Regions from separate parts of the Mus musculus genome. Here regions 2 and 3 are each linked to region 1. Evidence: chromatin contacts called from public HiChIP or PLAC-seq data. All regions are on one chromosome and are shown on one strand. The core of a region is the stretch at or near the end of the contact, and the rest is flanking DNA. Distances in the headings are between cores, read along the strand shown. Region 1 has its middle 52 kb from the start of 2610300M13Rik. Region 2 overlaps Tnip3 (TNFAIP3 interacting protein 3). Region 3 overlaps LOC108169147 (a long non-coding RNA gene).

Evidence for each region. HiChIP or PLAC-seq counts read pairs in DNA pulled down with a chosen protein or histone mark.
Region 2: a contact with region 1 is called in an H3K27ac HiChIP or PLAC-seq map of CD8 T cells, with 7 times the contacts expected there. The contact joins two enhancer-like sites. A contact is called at or near these places in 6 of 115 datasets of contacts at active chromatin or transcription factors (the 230-238 cell line, CD8 T cells, a colorectal cancer cell line and 3 more).
Region 3: a BATF HiChIP or PLAC-seq map of CD8 T cells shows a contact between it and region 1, with 6 read pairs. The contact joins two enhancer-like sites. A contact is called at or near these places in 3 of 115 datasets of contacts at active chromatin or transcription factors (CD8 T cells, astrocytes and cardiomyocytes).

What each region holds. Positions count from the first base shown.
Region 1 is chr6:66,413,510-66,416,381 of GRCm38.p6, forward strand. No RefSeq gene overlaps it. Among named protein-coding and RNA genes, the nearest start is that of 2610300M13Rik, 52 kb to the right of the region's middle. Within about 2 kb of position 1,527, at least 27 of the 459 cell types and tissues checked have an H3K27ac peak or open chromatin away from gene starts, as enhancers often do. A contact at or near this core is called in CD8 T cells, where this site is marked.
Region 2 is chr6:65,610,702-65,613,564 of GRCm38.p6, forward strand. The region is part of intron 6 of Tnip3 (TNFAIP3 interacting protein 3); the gene reads left to right. Among named protein-coding and RNA genes, the nearest start is that of Tnip3, 22 kb to the left of the region's middle. Within about 2 kb of position 1,325, at least 46 of the 459 cell types and tissues checked have an H3K27ac peak or open chromatin away from gene starts, as enhancers often do. A contact at or near this core is called in CD8 T cells, where this site is marked.
Region 3 is chr6:65,528,516-65,531,551 of GRCm38.p6, forward strand. The region is part of intron 1 of LOC108169147 (a long non-coding RNA gene); the gene reads left to right. Among named protein-coding and RNA genes, the nearest start is that of Tnip3, 60 kb to the right of the region's middle. Within about 2 kb of position 1,761, at least 7 of the 459 cell types and tissues checked have an H3K27ac peak or open chromatin away from gene starts, as enhancers often do. A contact at or near this core is called in CD8 T cells, where this site is marked.

The sequences.
Region 1 (2,872 bases), core at 277-2,776:
CTTCTGACACTGCAACATTTTCAGTAAACTGTTTCCTCTTTGTGTTCAATGATCATGAACATCCCAGTTGCTTAATGCTTTCCCTAAAAACTAACAAGGACAAGGAACGTGTTAGCCTTTGGATGTTCAGTTTTTAAAAATTTCAGAATTAGCTTTCATCTATTTCTCAGTAATCGTTTTTTGTTTGCAACAAAGATTGCTCTTGGGAAAAAAAAGTCCATAAATCTTACACAGCAAAAGAAAAGCATACTGTATCTCTTGCCATCTCTGAAGAGAGCAAATGTATCTCTTACCATCTTTAAAAAATGGTGATCCTCTGTAGACCTTCCATCTCAGTTGCAACAGTATCAAAGAATACAAGTGGAGCCTATCCAAGAATACAAATGGAGCCCTGTTCATTATAAAATGTAAACTTTATTTTCCTTCTCTGGAGAGGAGTCAGTTCAAGAAGAAAACATGTTCCATACTATATAATTTAAAACAACTTTATGAACTACAAAAACCATAATTGTTTCCTTCAAGTTATTTTTCATGAAAAAATAGGGTGAAATTTTCCTAACTATGTATCTCTCCTTTGGGGATCAAAGACATTATTGCTCTCAACACATTGCTGACTAAATAAACTGACTCCACCATCACACACTTGAGCAATTATTTAGTCACATGGGATTTGACTACAGGAGAAAAACAGAATTGTCTCCTTGTCCTCCTTGAACAGTTACAGAAAAGGACTCAATTATCCAGCCCTCAGGTGCCCACCTTTTGCTGACTCTTTAGAGGGGGCAGTCTCTGATACAGCACTGGCAACTCAACCTGGAACTGATTTAGAATATCTCTTATATTCTTAGAACTTGAGGAAACAACAAAGGTCAGTTGCCAACTTAAAGAGGACAGAAGTCACGGCTTAGAAACAAACAAAGGAAGTTCCTTAGCAATAAGACCATTTAAAACATATGCCAATAAAATGTTCAAAGAACCACCACAGGCCTCCAAAGATAAACACATGGTTTCTTTTGTTTTGAAAAGCTTCTCATACCTGCACCTTTAAACTCAAATGAATAAACAAATAAAAAGGGTTAACAGTTCCTTTCCCCTAAGGAATTAGCATTGTAGCAAAGGGAGGCAAACAGCAAATTCTTAGGATAATAATTAAGATCTGTGGTATGCTAAAAGGTGACAGACTTTATAGGATAAATAGAAGAAGATACAGATCTCCATGCCAGAGAACTGGCCATATTACATTGGACGCTTATCAGATTGCCTTGATGGGTCAGGCTGTTTCCTTCTGAACCCTCAGGGTCAGAGTTCTCATCCTGACAGTGGGGAGCACTTCAGTTGGGAGAAGGCCTGGTATATTTCAGAAACCGAAGATTGCCCTGGTTTAAGCAAAATGGTGGGCATGGGACATCCAGGGGGACAAAGTTACAGGAAGGAAAACAGAAAGCACAACATCCAATGCTGGCAAGAAGAAGCCAGTGTGGCCAGGGAGGGCTACATGAGGTCTGAGAATTCAAAGAACAGATCAAAGAAGTCTTGCAGGCCACGGGGAAGCCAGCTCCACAGGAAGTGGTCTGGAGATCACTTGTAAAACAGTGAGCAGACTTGATGAATTAAATGCCAGCCTTGAAAAGGGCAGAAGTGTGTCTAGTTCCCAGGTTTCCCCTCGTCCGTGGACTACACTGGGATGATTTTAACAACCAGTTTTCCATTTGTGCGCAGTGACTTAGCACATCATTTTTTTCTGATACAAGCTTAATGGCTGGATTATGTGAGAAATAAAAATTCCAGCTTGCATCAAGATGCACATACTTGTGTTTCATATTTCTCTCTTCTTTCCCTACTTTATATGTATTAATTAAAAATGAGATGGATATTATCTATAAATCTACTGGTGAAGAAGGAAAAATCTGGAGACTTAATAATAGTGAAAATGAGGTAACCATGCCACACTTGTGCTAATAAACTTAAGAAACAGCCATTCTATACACATCAAACTCCTGTAGTCTGCCAAATATCCTATTGGGATGATAATTACCAGACCAAGATCCTTAAGTCAGTAAATTAACCCTTTATCTATTTTTCTTCAGCCTGAATTTTTTTTTCTTTCTGTTTTTAAGAGTTCAGTTTCTGGGTTTCACATTTGGTTTATGAGAATTAAACTATTATGAGGCATTTTAATTGCATAGGACACAACTATAATTGAAATTTATCCATTTTTTGTTTGACATTTTAATTGTCTCATTAGCCAGAAAACAGACTCTGGACAGCCAAGGTGAGCCTTCATTATAAATTTGAAAAATAGAGGGGCCCCCTACCTACTCTATCCCAAGGTTGCTTGTTTCCATTCTTTCTGCTGGCCCTCATGGCTTCAGTCCTGTTCCCCTCCAACCCCCAGTACCTGATCGTGTTCCCCTCTTCTCCCCCTTCCCTTTCCACCCAGGTCCCTCTTCCCTTTCCACCCAGGTCCCTCTCTCCCCGACTCCCCACTCCCCCCCTTAGATGAAATGCCCTACAGTGGAGAGAGGGAACTAGTAGAGTCCACCTTCAGTAGAAAAACAGGGAGGTCGTGAAGTGGAGGGATGGGGTTGCCATCCCACATTCAATTGTTCCTGTCTTGAATTCCTGAATTGTTTTGTCCCTTTTGCAGGGACAAAAATGGAGAAGAGCCTGAGGAAAAGGAGGTCCAATGTGACTGGCCCAAAGTTGAATCCAGGTCAGGGGGAGGTCCCAACATCTGTCACTAACACTTTTATACTTACAAACAGGGACCTATCATGACTGTCCTCAGAAAGGCCCAACAAGCAGCTGAAAGAGTAAGATGCAAATATTTATACCCAACCAGTGGACAGAAGATGGTGATCTCTGTGGTTGA
Region 2 (2,863 bases), core at 75-2,574, 800 kb before region 1:
ACATGGGCTATTCTCAATCACCACATGTGACACCACCCAAAGGCCATTTTTACGTATAAGGTGAACAAAGTATAGTCAAACCAAAAAACTACACTGTGTTCTTCAGTTATAAAGTGCTATTTATTGAATTACCATGAGTTTTACTAGGTAGATGCAAAAGAGTTTTGACATTTTCCAGTTAAAAAGGAATTGTCTTGGAAGATGCAAGAAAAAAGTAGCTCACTAAAATTCTTCTTTGTAGCTGTGTTTGCCAAGACCGTTGAATAGTTATTTGTAAGCAGAATTGACTTGGACCAGGAACCTGATTGAGTCAGAACCTGAGCACCTTTGCTGTCCTTCCGAGGAGCAATATTTCTTGCCTCTGTGATCCCCCTGTTTGATTCTACTCTGCTTTGCCAGTATGGGTGGAACTCTCATTCAGGTGGAACGGTCATACATTTTCTACATCTTGGAATGAACAACCAACTCTCTCTCTGCCTTTAGGTTTTATTAGCAATGTAATCATACTTCAGCTCTGAGACTTTGAAGTAGGATTTTCCTAGCAAAGCACTTAGAAAAATGCATTTCTCCAGGTTGTCTGGAACCCTAGTACTTTTGTGTGAGAGTATAACTTAAACCCTTCTCCTTTGGGAGCAGACGGTATCTGTTGGGGAGCAGGACACTGGAACTTAGTGAGGTCCCTTTGGACCTGCGCCTTTCCCAGATGTGGCTAGTTGCTGGTCACTTCTACTCTATCTTTTCTTACTGGCTGTCCTACTTTTTCAGTCTTCACCAGAGACACTTCTCGGGCTCTTTCACCATAGCCATCACTCCTTACAAATTTTCTCCCGAGGATATAGAAGTAAATTAAGTTTGTGGGAAGTATAAGGAAAAAGAGAAACTTGATAGTCTTGTGAAATACAAGGTACATGAATAACTCAACCTTATGTTGAAATAGATATGGTTAGCTGCTTCTGTCAACCTTCATTAACAGGAAGAAGGAAAAAATTCATGTCCTATGGCATAGTAAACTTCCCCGGAAAGAATTTTAGATTATAATGTTAATACCAGAAGAGCCAGTGTTTGATGAAGGAGAAGTAAAGGCTTGCATTTAAAACAGTATTTATTCTATTGAATGAAATCAGTGTAACTCAGCCTCAAGGAGAATTTTAAAGGAATAATTCATATTTCTTTACATCTGCCCCTGAATTAAATCATAGCTCATTAATGTTGGTAAGATTACACTTTCTTACCTCCTGTTGGCAGCTCTCCTAGAATAGAAAGGTGGGGCTCACATCACTTAGCTGCACCATGTGCTACTTGTGCCATCTAAAAATAAACAAGAAGATAAAGAAACAGCTGATCTCATTTCCTCTTGCAGTTCTTTCATGGGCCAAAGAGTCAAGAGCCTAGGTGTCTGAGGGGTGAGTTGGGTCAGACTGCTGTGATCTGAAAGAGCTGACTAACCTTCATTCCAAGAGGTTAAATACCAAGCCAGTGGCTTAAAATTTTCCTGGTAGTTTAGGATATGATAAGTGTTGGGGCTTAGTTAGGGCTACTACTGGTGTGATGACACAAAATGATAAAAAACAAATTGGGAAGGAAAGAGTTTATTTGCTTAAAAGTTGTGAATCATAGTTCATTGAGGGAAGCCAAGACAGGAACTCAAACTTGATAGGAACACAGAGGCAGGAGCTAATGCAGAGACCACAGGGGCAGCAGGCCACAAAGAAGGTTACTCATTTGCTTCCCATGCCTTATTCAGCTTGATTTCTTACAGAACCCAGGATCACCAGCCCAGGGGTGGCACCACCTATGACAAGCTAATTAGCCAGATCTTAAGCAAGTGTTTTCCAAATTGAGGCTTCCTCCTGTTAGATGACAATAGCTTGTGTAAAGTTGATATAAAACTAGCCAACACAATAAAGTATCATTTATTCAGCGCAGCTGTCTTGTTCCCTAAAAATCAACAGGTAGGTGGAAACTTAGGAGGAAGCTTCAAGAAAAAATACACACATACACAGCACACACACACACACACACACACACACACACACACACAGTGTGTGTGTGTGTATTCCATTTAGTGTACCTATTGTGCAATGTGGAGCCAATCTTCTCTGGAGCTGCAGCAGGAAAGAAGCTTTGTCCAGCTTTTCCTCCTGAACTTCACTGTATTCCCAAGATGCCCGTGGTTTCCTCCTCAGTTCACTAGAAATTGTTAAATTGGATAGGTAATGATCCTTTCCCAATCTGTTGGTGGTCTTTTTGTCTTACTGACGGTGTCTTTTGCCTTGCAGAAACTTTGGAGTTTCATTAGGTCCCATTTGTCAATTCTTGATCTTACAGTACAAGCCGTTGCTGTTCTGTTCAGGAATTTTTCCCCTGTGCCCATATCTTCAAGGCTTTTCCCCACTTTCTCCTCTATAAGTTTCAGTGTCTCTGGTTTTATGTGAAGTTCCTTGATCCACTTAGATTTGACCTTAGTACAAGGAGATAAGTATGGATCGATTCGCATTCTTCTACACGATAACAACCAGTTGTGCCAGCACCAATTGTTGAAAATGCTGTCTTTCTTCCACTGGATGGTTTTAGCTCCCTTGTCGAAGATCAAGTGACCATAGGTGTGTGGGTTCATTTCTGGGTCTTCAATTCTATTCCATTGGTCTACTTGTCTGTCTCTATACCAGTACCATGCAGTTTTTATCACAATTGCTCTGTAGTAAAGCTTTAGGTCAGGCATGGTGATTCCACCAGTGGTTCTTTTATCCTTGAGAAGACTTTTTGCTATCCTAGGTTTTTTGTTATTCCAGATGAATTTGCAAATTGCTCCTTCTAATTCGTTGAAGAATTGAGTTGGAATTTTGATGGGGATTGCATTGAA
Region 3 (3,036 bases), core at 511-3,010, 880 kb before region 1:
TGGTAAGAAACATGTCTGATATGGACAGATTGGAATTTGCCTAAATATGGATTAGTACAGGAAAATTAATTTTTGATTAGAATATCTGTTGCTTATTTGAACACATGAAATAATATTTTAAAATAACAACAAATATTTAGATATAATTGTTCTGAGAGCATCCAACTTATAAAAGCCAAAGAACAGATTCAGATACAAATCTTGGCCCTCATCTCCAGGAGAAAGCCTCCATCAGTGTGGTCCGAGCTCAGCCATCATTTCTGATGGTCATAACTGACTGTCTTTCACTGATTTTCATTGGGAGCCGAGAGACACAGACTTCACTCTTCTGTTGCTCTGTGTAGAACCCAGACTTTGTGCTCCCAGCTTCAGTTCTTTGTGTTTACTTTTGTCAATCTGAGGATGATCACCTGAGTATTGAGCTGCAAGGTGCTTTCTGTGTGGCTCCGGGAATTACACTGTGTATGGTTGATTGACGTTTCCGTGATGACACTTAAAAACACACCATATTCTTCATCTTAAAAAATTTAGTGCAGATTAGAATATCTAGGAACATTACAAAGTCTTGTCTTAGAGAAGCGGAAGCCAAGCAAATAAGCTGGGGTGAGGTTGCAGCAGAGTGATGGATGGCTTACATAGTATAAAAGAATACCTAGATCAATCCCCAGGTTTGTAAACAAACATTGGCCCAGCCCGACCTTTACCAATTTCCCTTTCAAGTAAATGGGCATGTGTCTGGAGGAAGTGATACTGTTAGGAAGAGGCTAAGGACGGAGGTGGGGCTGGCTTACTTGTCGTGGATATGAAAACTACCTATGACAGGTTTTTCCTGAGCTGAACTTCAATAGAGAAGACCCATCTTTAGTCCAACATTTCTGTCCTTCCTCACAGTAGTCCACGTTCATCAATAATTACATTCATGATAACATTTGTAGCTCTTAAAACTCACTTTCTCTACAGGATTTTTAGTCAGTTTTGACGCATCAAATATAGCTTAAATCCTACCACATATAGAACTTTCAGTTCACCAGGAAACACCAGGAATCAAATCATCAGGTAGTCAGGGGAGCTGAAGGGTGTTCTAAAATGGACCATCCTGTTTCACTATTAGGCTCCTTCTTTTGAAAAAGGCAAGCATTCTATCTGCTTCATAGATGAAGCTTAGTGTAAAGGGCAGCTAGCTTGTTGGATGTAAGAGATAGGTGAGATCCATATCTTTTGATTTTAAATCTAATTAGCTTTCCATTAAAGTGCTTAAGAGGACAAATTTGTAATTTGAGGAACTTTAATTAAAACTGCTCAATAAAAAGCTTCAATAAAATAGTATTTCCTAGGAGAGAGCAGAATAAAGACCAAGAATAAGGAGACACTGATTTTTCTGCAGATGAGGGAATCTGCAGAAGGCCTACATCATTGGCTAGAAGTCGGTTGGTGATGAGTTTTCACTAAGCCCATGTGCACCTCAGCGGGATTGCAATAATCCTGGCTTCACTAATTTTCATGACTCACAGTATTGGAAAAAGTTTTCAATACTGTCTACAGATTGTAGTTTCTAGTAGCTAGGGTGAAAGACACTGAGTTTCCTGCTGCTGGTCCCTGATTTCTGGACTTGGAAATATTTGGAATTGAGGCCCCCCAAGTGACATTTTTCTCAGATGAAAGAAATGCAGGTACCCTGATGTGACTGAACTATGGAGAATCTGTGGTAGCAAAACTTGACTGATATACAGCAAAATGATTTCTTAGAAGGAAACAGGTGTTAAAAGTCCCCTGATTTAACACCTTTCTCAGAAACATGAAATGGAAAAAATACCTCAAACTCAAACTATAGCTCTTTGGTTATTTCTTTTGATTTATCCAAATGATGTGTAGCCAAAGATCTCTCATTCGTGATTTCCCTTGAGCCATTACTGTAAATGAGACAGGTGTATAAATTTCCTTCCCTCCAATTTCTTCCACAATATAAGCAACTTCACTACTAGCTAAGTGTGAGAATTCTGTCGACTAGAGGCAGTGGATAAATGGGAATGTAGAAGGCATACCTTTTATTGCTGTTGTTGACTTATGTTATCATATTTTAAAAACCCTAACAGGGTAGGATGGTGTCCACCTGCAATCCTAATACCTAGGGGACTAAGGCAGATCAGACAAAAGTTTTGGGGCAGCTGAGTTACATAGTGAGTTTGAGGCTACCCTAAGCTACACATGAAGACACTGTTTACAAACAAATAAAGCTGAGCATCTACTTTTGCTCATAGAAATATTCTGAAATATTGGAGTGGTGGCTTTTCTTTGTGCTTGTAAAGTTTGTTAAGTTTGATAGTTAATTGGTATGTTTTATTTTTCTGTGCACGTGTGTGTGTATGTGTGTGTGTGTATGTTTGCACACATGTATGCAAATACACACAGAGAACTATTGTGTGGGGCTTTAGGTATAAGGCTTCTTGAACATACAAACAGGTTATTTCGTGTATGAAGAATGATTTAGCCTAAACATGGTGTTTAAGGTGTTATTAGAGAAATGTTTTCTAAATTCTGTACCAGTTGTGGTACAGTTCTGTGTATACCTATCTGCTGATCTGCTGCCATACTCAGTGTTCAGTTCATTCATTCCTTGTTTGTAGGGTACTTATGTAACCAAACATTGAATACTGGGCATGTGCTTGTCACAGAACGACAAGCTCATAGAATTTGCAGTCTGATGCAGAAAAATGATCTAGGATAGACAATGATATGCTCTAAAATAGTAAAGTCAAAGTTCATGCTGCTAAGAGGGCTGAGCAAGTCATAAAAGTTCACATTAATGGATATACAGAGATTGCTTTTTGTGGGAAGAATGGGTCTAGAGGGAGCAGGGAGCAGAGTAGAAAGGAGCACTCACTGTGGAGGAACTTGTCACCATGGTGACTGGGGAGCATAAATGGCAAGGATCTGGGAATAGCAGAGAGTCTGGTGACCCATCTGAGGGATTCCAAGCTTTTCAGCTGTGTTAACAACTCTATCATTGTGACTGAAGACCACACAGTTTTTACTATG